Linked DNA regions of Anser cygnoides: region 2 is linked to region 1. The links are chromatin contacts, called in public Hi-C maps. All regions are on one chromosome and are shown on one strand. The core of a region is the stretch at or near the end of the contact, and the rest is flanking DNA. Distances in the headings are between cores, read along the strand shown.

What was found. Hi-C and Micro-C count contacts between places; a contact is called where the count stands out from the background.
Region 2: a Hi-C map of liver shows a contact between it and region 1, with 5 times the contacts expected there. The contact joins two enhancer-like sites. A contact is called at or near these places in 3 of 7 Hi-C or Micro-C datasets (granulosa cells and liver).

The regions. Positions count from the first base shown.
Region 1 is chr13:21,355,086-21,361,233 of Taihu_goose_T2T_genome, reverse strand. The region is part of intron 1 of AR (androgen receptor); the gene reads left to right. Among named protein-coding and RNA genes, the nearest start is that of AR, 13 kb to the left of the region's middle. Within about 2 kb of position 4,358, at least 1 of the 3 cell types and tissues checked has open chromatin away from gene starts, as enhancers often do. A contact at or near this core is called in liver, where this site is marked.
Region 2 is chr13:21,521,951-21,528,123 of Taihu_goose_T2T_genome, reverse strand. No RefSeq gene overlaps it. Among named protein-coding and RNA genes, the nearest start is that of HEPH, 67 kb to the left of the region's middle. Within about 2 kb of position 3,418, at least 1 of the 3 cell types and tissues checked has open chromatin away from gene starts, as enhancers often do. A contact at or near this core is called in liver, where this site is marked.

The sequences.
Region 1 (6,148 bases), core at 3,109-5,608:
AAGGAGGATTTTAGTGTTTGGGGTGCTGAGTGACGATCTACGTTCCTTGAGAACTATGCCCATTTTTCTGTGGCCCCCCTGCATTTCCCTGTTTTGTTTTCAGGGTGTTCGCAGTCCTGAACACATTTTGTGAATGGAAAAAAAACACAGCACAGCATCATAAGCCAGAAGGCCATGCCAAGCAAGAAACATCAGATAAACCTAGCTGCATGAAAGACTTATGAGACATAGTCTTTTCCTCCTTTCGTGCAGTTAATATTTTTTTTTCAATTCAAAGTGAACTTTCTTTTTCTGGGAAAACCCATGTAGGCAGCTGTAGAATTCCAGCTCTCTGCCACAGCACAGGTGTAGCAGAAGCAGCATCTTCACCACTTGGGCATCAGCTCCATTTTGGGGGGCACCACTGCTCTGAGACAATGGGACAGAGAAGGAACTTCAGGCGGCATCGCCCATTGCTCCTCGGCTTTTCTGAAGTTTTCCCTTGGCATTGCTGCTGGCCTGAAGAATGGTTTCTGCAGAGAGGACTTTTGCACCAGAAACCCGCACAAAGCAAACACGGCAGAGTCATCCCAGACAGACCAACCAGCTGGTGTCAGCTGGGAGGAGGCCCCTTTTTTCTAGTGGCTGGGTGCCACGTCCAGTTGGTGACGTGGCGTGACGCAGAAGGCACGGGCACCTTCCCTTGTTGTCATTAGGTGAAATGCGAACACTAGTGAGAAGTGATCTCGTCTCACCTTGGATGAACCCGTTTGTACACACCATTTCCATAGGCATTCAGCAAAGGCAAAGTTTTCTGCATGAGTATCAGGTCTATTCCAGCACTTTCTTTTCCCCAGGAGAGCTGGGAAGCAGTGTGCATGAGAGGCAGATGCCCTCTCTCCCATTTCAGTTGGAGCAGCTGTGCCTGGGAAGCAACTGAGAAGCAGGGACGGGCAAGTTGTCTCTTAATACCTGGCCGGTGCAGGCATTCCATCCTGTCTCTGCCTCTGTTTTTCCGTGCTTTGACGCTTACTGGATTGCAAACCCAGCCGCGGTGTTTTGACTTCTTGTTGCTACCAGGGGTCAAGAGGTACCTCCAGCGCGCAGCCGGCTGCAGTGTGCTCAGCCTAGCAATGCGGCGGCACGGCCGCTGGTAGCAGATGGCTGGCACCGTCTGTCCTGAGCCTGCTTCAGCCGGGTCCTATCCTGCTCCCTGCAGAGCTGGCACAGATGCCAGGAGGGGGTACCTGGAGGATCCTACCTGGCCACTTCGCAGCATCACAGGCTTAGAGGAACCAGTAACCTGTGCAGAGTCCTTCCTTGCAGTGCAGATCGTACGGTGCAGCAGGCGACCAGCGGGGGTGCACAGGACCACTGTGTCATTAGTGCTCTCTGGAGAAGTTTTGGGGAAGGGGAAGACTCCAGCTGCGGGGGTGTCGCGTGCCAGTGACGGGTGGCATGCAGTGGGCACCACGCCGAGGCCCCGCTGGCTGCTGCCTCTGCTGTCCTTCATCTGCCCGCGGAGCCACAGCGTGCCACAGGCGGGGACACTGCGAAACCTCTGCCCTGTTCCCTTTTCCTCTTGCCCTCAGCTTCTGCGAGTGGACCGGCCAGGCCGGGGGGCTGATTCCTCGGTCACTACTGGCATGGCACTCGGTGGGGTCTGGTTGCTGAATGCAGGGTGCCACGGCTGTGCCCTGCTGCGGGGAGCCCCGCGGTGCACGTGCGCTGTCACCGCTGCTCTTGTGCAGCCCCACAGGTGCCCGATGGCTGTGGTGCCCCCGGCTCACGCCCGGGGTGTGCGTGGGGCTGGAGGTGCCACAGCTCATCCCTCATCATCCGCCAGTACACGTGTATGGGTCCTCACTGAAGCTTGTTTCCCCTGGCTAACAGCTTAAATTAATTGGTACAAAGTGTAATTGAGGACTTGACTTTGAATGTGAACAGTAGGAGGATATTAGGAAGTTTTATCTGATGTACAAAAGCACATTCATGTCCTTGTAGGTCCCTGGTTGTTCGGATCTTTTGCAGAGAGAGTAATGCTGGATTAGATGATGTTCAGCTGAATGAAATATGATGATCAGCTGATTTATTTTTGAGAGTGAGAAACAAATCATAAACTTAACACCCTCAGGGGTGACAACAGTGCTCTTTCAGTGGCCCCATTGCTCAGAGTTTTGAGGTATCATCTAAGTGAGAAGTGGGGCAGAATCCTCAGCTTGGAAATCCAGAGACCCGTTTCACAGCCTGCAATTTCAGAGTAGTGGGGCTTCCTTTATGAAGGGCTTTGGGATCTAGGGGCAGCGAATTCTGTCCAACTGTTGATATATTTGCTTAAAAAAGCTGAAGCGTATGAAAGAAGTTGTCTTGTGAGCTTCAGGTTTGTGCTGTGCAGCAGAAAATGCACATTTTTCTTGGAGAAAAAAGAGCTCCTGGAAGAAGTTGACACATCCCTGCATGGCCGATAGCACTGCTGCCAGCAGCGGGGTCCTGCTGATGAGCGAGGCAGGAGCCTCGTCTGTTACTGCTCCTGTGTGGTGACACCAAGGGATCGCTGTGATTTCCTGCGGCCCACTGCAAATCAAACAGAGAGCACAGGCTGGGAAAGGAGGGGCTGTTTCCAGGCATGCGACTTACAGAGAACAGGTACGGGGCCGTACTGATGCAGTAAGGGAAGGAGGTGAAGAGATGACAATCATTTCTTGTCACTCAGGTGAGGCTCGGCATTTTAGGATGCTGGTTATGGCAAAAGGGCCATGAGAAATCTGCACCGGAGAAGGAGGTGAGATGAACCTCAGCTCGTCTGTCCCCTGTGGGGGTGGCAGTGTGGGCAGGGGGCTGGGGGGGCTGAGGGGGCCGTGCTCAGCGCTGTGTTGAGCTGGGGCTCCAGGGCAGCAGCCTTCGGTCAGCCCTTGGGTCCCCAGGAACCTCCGGACTGGTGCTGGGGACTTGCAAAGGGCCACTGCCACCGATCTGTAGGTTTCAATATGCTGTACGTGGGGACCCAAAGGGAAATAAAGGATTGTAAACTGCGATTTTATCCTTTTATCCACCTCTGGCGGGAGCGGGAGTTGTACTGCCTGTCAGTCTGTGTCATCGCGTTGTGCTGCATGCCAGCACTGCCAGAGGCTTTCTCAAGTGTCTCTGTAAGACAGCTAGACACAGCAGTCTGTTCTGCTGCTGAGACACAGAGTCAATTACTCTCAGCCTAGGAGAGCAGAGTTCATTAGGACCGGGAAGTCTGCCGCAGCACTAAGAAGATGGAGCTAGTTTGGTTGGTGGGTGCAGCCCGGGGACCCCTGTGGTGGGCGCCCCTGGGCCAGCCTGCGAAGGGTGCATGGAGCCTGCTGCCCCCCAGGAATAATGAAACACCTTCATTAGTGAGCGGCAGGTGAGAAGCGCCTCCCATGTATGGAGCCAAGCAGCTATGCCTGTGGGGTGGTGCAATTCGGTGGATGCATCCGCAGGAATGGACAGTCCTGCTGTTCAGTTTGAGGGGCCCTGTCCAGCCCAGCCCTGCTGCCTGAAAGCTGAGTAACGCCGAGAAGCCTCGCTTTGTTTGCCTGCAGTGGAAGAAAACAGTTTGGGCACTTGGGGGTTTTAACTCAGCAGGGCTGTTGGCCTTGGTATCGGTAGTCACAGCACACCGTCTGGGCCAGAATGGCCTTTACTTTTCAACAATAACAGTGCTATGAATAAGCTCATTAAAATAAAAGAAACTGACCCAGTTGTCATGGCAAAGACTTCTGACGGAGGTTCCTCATACATATCCCTCTCGCTGCACCCGCTGCTGGCTCGTCCATCGCTGCTGATACGGCTGCGCCCGCTCCGCTCCTCACCCGCTGCAGCCTCGCCCCTCCCGGACTCAGGGTGTGGGGCAAAGAGGAGGAGAAAATCCCATGTGGAGAGCCCCCGAGCTCCGCGAGCCTCCTCCTCGGAGCTGCCTTCCGGGCCTGCATGAGGCGCGTGCGGCAGGCAGCGCTGGCAGCTTTTGCAACGTCTCTTTGTGTTTCATCCTGCTTTAAAAATAATGAACGCCACCCTGGTTCCTCTTCACAAGTATTTATAAGTGAAGTTCAATATACATTCTAACAGTAATAAAGATACTACCAGTATTTTTGTGCTACTTTGTGCTCCTCAGGCACTTTTCTTCCAAAGCACTTGTGAGCAGCAATTCGTTTAGCTTCCAGGCAACCGTGCAAAATAGGCGTTATTCCTCCTCAATCAACAGGGTGGGAGAGGAGATTTTTAGTGAGCAGGTGGCTTTGGCAAAAATCCCCCAAGGTGTATGAATGCCTGCCTGCCCTGGCACTGCCAGATCTGGGTTCCTGGGGCCGGGGGGATCGGGGTTTGTTTTTCCAGGTCTGTTGTTGAGGAAACTGCTCTGCAGAGATGCACTTGTGGACTGGACTTTAGGCCCTGTAAATAGTGCCATTTACTTTAGCAGACCGAGTGCTGTCCTCGGGAGGATCTGACCCCATCCAGCTCCTGGCGCTGGGACAGCGTGTGCCAGGCGAGGGGTTGCGGGCGGCAGCGTCTTGCCTGGGGACAGCCCCGTGGCCACGCTCCAGGCCAGGGCGTGCTCGGCTCCCGCCTCTGCTTTTTTTCTGTTTCATGCAATTTGAGCAGAAGCCAGAAAGAGCAAGGTCACCCGTGCTCCTCTGTGGCTTGGAACTGCTGAGCTCTCCATCTGGGAGGGCTTTTTAAATGCTGAGAACAAAGTCAGATGCTGATACATCCGAAGAAGCAGTGTAGACAGGACACAGACCACATATTATGTGGTTTTACAGTAGTAGAAATCAGCTTAAAAATAAAGCCCAGCTCTACAGGTATTTATAGCTAATGCCCTTTCCACGGGCAGCAGGCACTCGTCCCACTGGGACGGCAGTTGGATGCTGCCTCGCTCCGGGCGGCTCGGGTGGCCACGCGGGTGAGCTGCGCTGCTCTCTGCAGGTCTCGGAGGCTTTTCTGTGCCGTAGAAAGCAGAAAGCAGCACACAGATACAAGATACAAACAGATACAAGTCCCTAGTCCGTGCTGCCAGACCGCAGTCCCCCTGCTTTTCCTGGAATAAGTGCCATCAGGAACAATCCCTCGAAATGCTGGTGGGGAGACTACGCTGCAGTTTTCCCAAAATGCATTTTACAGATGCACTGGGGCACGTTCAGCTCATGGGACAAGGACGGAGAACACGGTGCTTCACTTTCTCTTCTCCCTGGTGTTCTCTGATGCCGGGGAAGGCCTCAGAGGGTGGCTTCTCCTTGTCGTCTTTCCAAAGGTGATACTTCGCTTGTTTTCTGGTGTTTTCTCACTGACTCCTCAGCAGTTTGACTGGAGCTACATATTTTAGCTGCATTAGCTTCTTTGCTAGTTAGAAATGGCAGAAAAAATGCTTTGACCTTGGCTCATGTGCTGAGAACAGAGCACAGGAACAAGTTTTTGTATCAGTAATTTCCCAGCGAAGGTTCTTTCCTCCTCCCCCTCCCCGGGTATCTGGGACGTGCAGCATCAGAGTTTTTGCACATTTCTGACATGCTGCTGGAGAGTATTTGGACAGACTTTCTGTAGCTCCTCTTTCCTTTCTAGAAAGAGAGAAAAGGAGAAAAGTAATTTGGCTGCCAATCAGGTTAATTGCTTTCAGCTGGGCAGCAGCTAGGTGCACTAACTGGAAAAATTCCACATGCAAGTATTTTTTCAGGTGATCCACATTTTTTCTTGGGTTGACCATGTATGTGTGTGTGTGCATTTGTGGGCATGGGTCTTATTATACCTGTGGACACAAATTATGCTTTTTGTATGTGCACTCTCTTCTTGTATTAGCAGCATTACATCCACGGCCCCAGTGCCTGCAGCAGTCCATCCGTGGGATTGTGGAGTTGGGAGTTTTGCATTTGAAGTCCATCCGTGGGATTTGGGTTGTGGAGGTGCGAGACCTGCGCTTGTCCCTGCCCAGACACAAAGGCAAGAAGTGAGCCGCCAGATCCCCCGCACCCGCTTCCCCTTGTGCCTGGATGTGCTGCTCTCAGGGCCGCTCCGGGCAGCACTTGACCTGCTCCGGTCAGGAGCCCGAGGATGCGGGTACCGCGGGTGCTGCATCCCCGAGCTGGGCTGGGTGTGTGCTTTGTCCATCTGCGCTCCTGCCCTTCAGAAAATGTGAGGCAATCCCAGG
Region 2 (6,173 bases), core at 2,169-4,668, 170 kb before region 1:
TCAGAGCCACCAAGAAGCACAACAGCCAGCAGAATGACAAGTTTCAGAATGTTCCCAGTGATACTCACGTGCATTTAGTGTTTGAGCCTTGGAACAAAGGACATCACATAATATCAGGTCAATATCTTTTTAAGTGTTTAAACTGGTCTGCAGCGATAGGAAGGATTTTTCTCTCCCCTTCTGAAAAGCATTTCAAGAAGCAATTTTCTCACCCTTTCATTGAAACCAGAGCGAGCTGTGAGTTTTCTCCCATTGTGCAAGGAACTGGTACTTGCTTTTCTTCCTCCCATCCCCCTTTTTTCGAGGGCGGTTATCGGAAATAACCCACTTAGAGCTAGCCTGGAACAGGAAGGCCATGTCTTTAGTATCTCCTGGCGGAGGTTTCCAAAGAGGGATGATCTCAGCTCAGCTCTGCTGTGTAACTTGTCCTACTGACCTTTACCCCAATGTACATTGGAACTGATTCCTCCACTATCACCTTTTAATGCAAAATCCAAAAGACACTTCTGGTCCTGAGAATCAAAATCTAATTACAGAGTGTATCGACAGTCAAAATCCTCAGTGCACCACTGTGCACGAGACCTAAATGTTGTTTCTTGTTACTGCTGGATGTTGTTAATAAAGTGCTTGCTGCCTCCCTCACAGCCTAGAAACCACTTCTACTGGTGCCTTGATGGAGAGCCTGTGACACTTCTCACAGCCTGGCAGGGATCCTGAGCAGACTGAAGTTTTCTGACAAGGCCCTGCTCAGGACTGAGCCCTTCCTTTGGTACCTGTGAAAAGGCCATTTTCTTGTATCAACATCTCAAATGTCTCTTAATAAATCAGCTCAGAGACCGTGGCTTATGCAGGCAGCATGGCTTTGCCTCACTTTCTCGTTCTGTAAATTTGAGTGGGTGGTTGCTGCCTCCTGAAGAGTTCTTCCCAGCCCGTCTGCTATGGGAGGGACCATCTCAGACCGAAGCCTCTGTCTCAGCCTACGGGTTGTCAGAAGTCTTCCCCTCGATACAGGGTTTTGTGACCTGAAACTAGCATGCCTGACAGTACATGTAAGCAATGCAGCCTGTTCCATCCTAAATCTCTAAAATAAGGTGTTTAAACTATCCTCCTGCCATAGTCAGTGGAGACAGGCACCTCCAGCAAATCGCCTGTCCTACCTGTGGAACAGAAGGAGCAGCTTCTCGGGGGCTGGTGTCACAGAGGGGGGCAGCTGTCATCTCAGACAGAGCACCCAGATCCTGCATGACTAATGCCAGACACACGACTCCCACCTGGAGGAACTACAGACAAATTTAAGAAGGAAACATCCTTAAAATCTTACTGCTCAAGCTCATTCTTCACAGACTCCGACAGTGAGAAAAGATGTCTGTCTTGCTAGTTTGAAGAATAAAAGTGATTTGGACTTGGTCTCCCCACTACCTTCAGTGTTCTCAGCTCATGTCAAGTTGGGCTCAGAGCAAAGGCTGTGTGTGACTCATTTCCCGATGCAGCTCCGGCCCGTTTTCCCCTGAACCTGCCTCGACCCCTCGCAGTGAAGGGCAAAAGGCTCCTTCCTTGTTATACTACTCTCAGAGCCCTCATGAGACTTTAGCACAGGTAACCAAGCTTCCCTTTGTGCTCTCCTCATGCAGCCACTCCGCAGCCCTTGTGCTTCACTCTTGCGGATAGCTCTAACCTCTGCTGTACCCCTCTCGCTCGGTGGTCCCATGCCTTACTGGTATTCAGGACACCCAGGTCTGGTTTTGGATCCATCAAGTTCTCTCTCCTTGCTCAGTCTCTCACCTACAACTTATTATTTTAAATAATCACTTCTCAGTTCAGCTTCTCCAAGGCTAAGCTTATTTTTTTTGCCCCTACTCACTTCTTGTATTCCCACTGCCTCTGGTTTCTCCTCTCGCTCCTCATCCTCTGTGCTAAATAGCCCCATCCTTTCTAGCTGCGCCCTCTCTCTGCATTGGATTCCCACCTCTTGCTTCACAGAATCAAAGCCTCGGTCTATAAGCCCCAGAGCTCAGCCAGCCTGTTAACACAAGAATATTAATCTTCCCTCCCCGTTTTCCTGTTTGTTTGTTTGTTTTTCCTTGAGAGTCCTCCAGTCCTCTGCTTCCTTTGGTAGGAGTGGCCCCTCAACTTGACTTCATACTCTGCCCTTCTTGAAGAGTGGATTCTGTAGAGTAGAAAGGTTGTGTACAAGTGGCGTGTATATTCACGAGCCACCCATGTATGAGAGATGAAAAAGTCACCTTCCTCCACTAGCAATGTCCCTTGGGTCTATTAAATCATCACTTGACAGCTGGCTCTATAATGCCCTCAGGCAAGGGAGGGTAGTGTGTGGAGACCAAATTGGCAGAGCTTTTCTGACAAACCATTTTCCTGACAAAATGATAATTTGTGAAAAATGAAAATTATTCAGTCAGAACTTAAATCTTCCATCTACTTCATATTCTTTAGACTCTTTGTCTTCCTCTCTGTGGAAAAGGAGTGTGTTAGAAGCTGTAAGGCAATGGCAGAAGTATTCCAGTGATGCTTTCCCAATAAAATAAAAACACCTTTGTTCCTCCCTGCAAGGAGCCACGGTTAGCTTGGGATGAGTGCAAAGGCAGGTTTGTAATGACAGAGAACAGCTTCTCCCCAGGAGGCTGGGCTCAGGCAGGGACCCCGATCGTACGGGGGAGCTCTGGGCTGATGACTTTGGCTCTCAGCACGTGCTCGCCCAGCTGTGAAGCGTCACCTTATCTACCTTGCTGGTGTGGTCTGCTGAAGTACTAAAGGACCATGTAAATAAAGAGACGTTGTTTTTCTCACAGCTTTTTGTGAGAGGAAGCAGCTTTCTTTTTGTGTTATCCCTAGTTCTACTGCAGACTAATGTCCATGTTACATTTTAACTTTTCAACTTGTTCCAAATTCTTTATTTGTTTTCAGGGTGGTGAAGAATCGCTTGCACCTCCTGGAATAGTGAATGACTCAACAGGGGAGAGCGCAGGGCTCTCTCGCAGCGCCTGGATCCGCACACAGGACCCACACAACACTCTGGTGTTGAGTGTTAGAGCAGAGTGGAAATGAGAAAAAGCAAGAATGTTATAAGCAGTGTCAGAGGCAAAGGCGTAATAAAAATGTTGTTTCATGAAATCGTATTTGTGTTTACTGTACCTGGAATCCAAAGGGGAGGAAAAACGCTAGGAGGTTCAGACCAAGGTGGCTTTGACAACTCACTGCTTATGTTAAAGGACCAGAAATTTCCATTATTCTTGTAGTTTCCTAATCAGGTTCAAGCCTTCTGTAGTAAACGCCAGTTGCTTTTCCAGAGGCAATGACAATTGGTATTTGGCATTGGAAGTCTTCACAGTGTGAGTCTGTGTTGGCTGCCTGCAGGACAGGGCGTTTCAGTCCCCACCTGCTCTCCCCACATCGCTGAGGTCTTGGCCCCTCTCCTCCTGGCTGTGGTGGGGATTTCACAATGTGTACCTCGCCCATCTTACAGCACCCACAGACCATGATCCATGACTATGGGTTAGGGTGAAAGACGCTTTTCAGACAGAAGAGCAAAGCCTGGAATAACATTTATACCTCAAGCTTTGCTGCAGCCTCTGAAAGTGCTGTGAGGGACAGGGAAGCGGGGGGCCCCACCATCAGCACTTGCTTTCTTCTGCTCTTGCTTGACAGACAGGGAAAGGAAGAACTGCCAGCTGCAGCATTGCGCTAGACCTCGAGGTGTCTGCCAATGCATGTGTTGCAAGCACTGCAACAACATGAGGGCTCTGACCCCTGCCTCGCCAGCCGCCCGGCACCAGCAGGGAGAACTGAGTCCCGCAGGAGCAGTGTGTGTCACCAGCGCCAGGTCAGCTCCCTGTGGCACTGGGATGGCTGGCAAGAAGGAACGAGGAGGTCAGAAGAGTTTCATCAGATAAAGAATTAACACGTCAGGGGAATATAGCCTGCATGGATTCCTACAGTATGTGGGGCAGCTTAGAATTAGCCCTGATCCTACCACAGGATAAAATCAAATTTGGGTCTGCCTGGTCAATTCCAGCGCGCTGTTTTGAAAGCTATGCTGTTGCAAGAGCTGCACTTAAAATATTTTCTTTCATGAGCGCATACCATTGGTTGTCAATCCTCTTGTTTTTCAAGAGAGGAAAGAGCAAGAGGAAAGAAAATATACACAAAAAAAAAAGAGAAAAACAGAGATGGATAACCTCATCCGGAGCTAGTCACCGATTGCCAGAAATGTCGTTGCTTTTCCCCACACTCTTCTTGTATTTCCATTTGACTGGGCGGCTCCTACCCCTCTTGCACTCGCCCCGTGCCCAGCCTTCTGTCCGCCGCCGGCGCCGCACCCGGGGCCCCGTGCGCTGGGAAGCGCCGCAGCAGCGCCCCGCGGGGCCGGGCAGGGGCAGGGGCCGGGGGGAGCAGCGGGACCCCCCCGCGCTGCCGCCAGGGGGCGCCGCGACACCGCGCTGCCGCCGGGGCGGCCGGGGGCGGCCGGGGGCGCCCCGCGGGTCGGGCCCCGCCGTGCCTCCGCTGGCTCGGAACGGCGGCTCCAGCGGGTCCCAGCAGAAGCGCCAGCTTGCTGGACGAAGAAGCAGCACCGAAGGCTGTTTACGTGTTCTGAAGGCCACGCAGAGGCAGCACGCTGCAGAATAATCTCTTGTTACGGCTCTTCCCTGTGTGACTCATCAAGCGGGGCTGAAAGTATTAGCTGGAGTCTGGCTGAAATGGCATTTGATGAAGCATTGCTGGCTGAGGTTAGACATGGGTAAAACTGAAACAACATTGCAAGGTCAGGAAAAATCAAAATAAATGTCAAGCATTTGACAGGCGTCTTCCACATGGCAGCAGACTGTGGGACCTGTAAGTTGTTCGAGTAGCTGACCTGGTGCTACCCTCATCTAGGAGAAGTGGTTCTGCTGCTGCCTTCCTCTGAGGTGTCTGGTGCGAGTGCAGGAATAGACAGCAAGGGCTGTCCTACTCTGGAGATAAGTCTGTCCTCCAAATCCTGACCTGAGACGGGCAACCTTATTACTTTTCAGTCTGCTTTGGGAATGAGAAGTAGAATGAAGGTTATCGTACACACAGACATCTTATTAAAGTGCTGGTTTTTTCAGTCGTTCTCCACTCAGAATTTTTAAAATCATATCAAAATGGGATTAGATTTAAGAAATACCATATGAGCGTGGGCACCTACTTTGAGCATTTCAGTCATCTACAACATGAACAACTGAAACAAATTCTGTAGAGAGGTTATTTGTGGTTGCACGTGCATGTCCCTGGAAGTTCACTCTCAATTCAAGAAACCTAAGGTCTTGATATACTAGACAACCATCCTTTTTTGATGGTGTGCCTCAGTTTAAATCACTTGTTGCTAATGCTAGTGCTGTAATTCTGGAGCTTTGCCTACTGCTTTGGCACAGGTCTCTGGGGCCTCAGACATAACATATATCTGAGGAGTTCTGTATCGAAGTTAAAAGAACACATTAAAATAAATAAGATAAGGTAACCTGGCCTCGAGTTCCTAATGCAGCCCAGCTGGATAACTACAATGAGTCCCGAGTTCTCAGAAGTGATAGCGCAGATAGCAAAGGAAGTGAAGCAATTATGTTCAAAACACACTTCACCGATGGCTCTTAACAAGCCAGCCTGGCAGAGGAGACTTTGGCAGAGTCTTTTGTACTTACAACCATAGAAAACAATCAATAGAAAAGCTTAACTTCCTGTACCTACGCTGAATACTAAGTTAGCAAAAGAGTACCTCATTATTATACTACTTTTTACAAGGAAACAGTGGGCAGAGGAAATGTGACTCACTGCAAACACTGGGATAAAAAAGGTACTGTGCAAATGAACAAATAAGCCACTTGCAAGTAAGCTCCACTGAGTGCCACTATCGCATTCTTGTTGAGTCTCAGGACATTTCAGGATCCACTCCAAAAGGATTCTTCATTATTCATATGGCTAAAAATAGGCCCTGACGGCTAAATCGCAATGGTCAGCCAAAGCACAGAGCAGCCAAATACCACTGACACATTGAATTTAAAACTTTGGACCCCTCCAAAAAAACACAAGGTAGGTGACAAATTTGCAGTGAAGTTGAACCAAATGTTGACAGCGTTGCGTTTTGTCCTCTGACATAAAAATATATCTCCTTTCCAGCTGCTGACTATTTGCTAGTAATAATA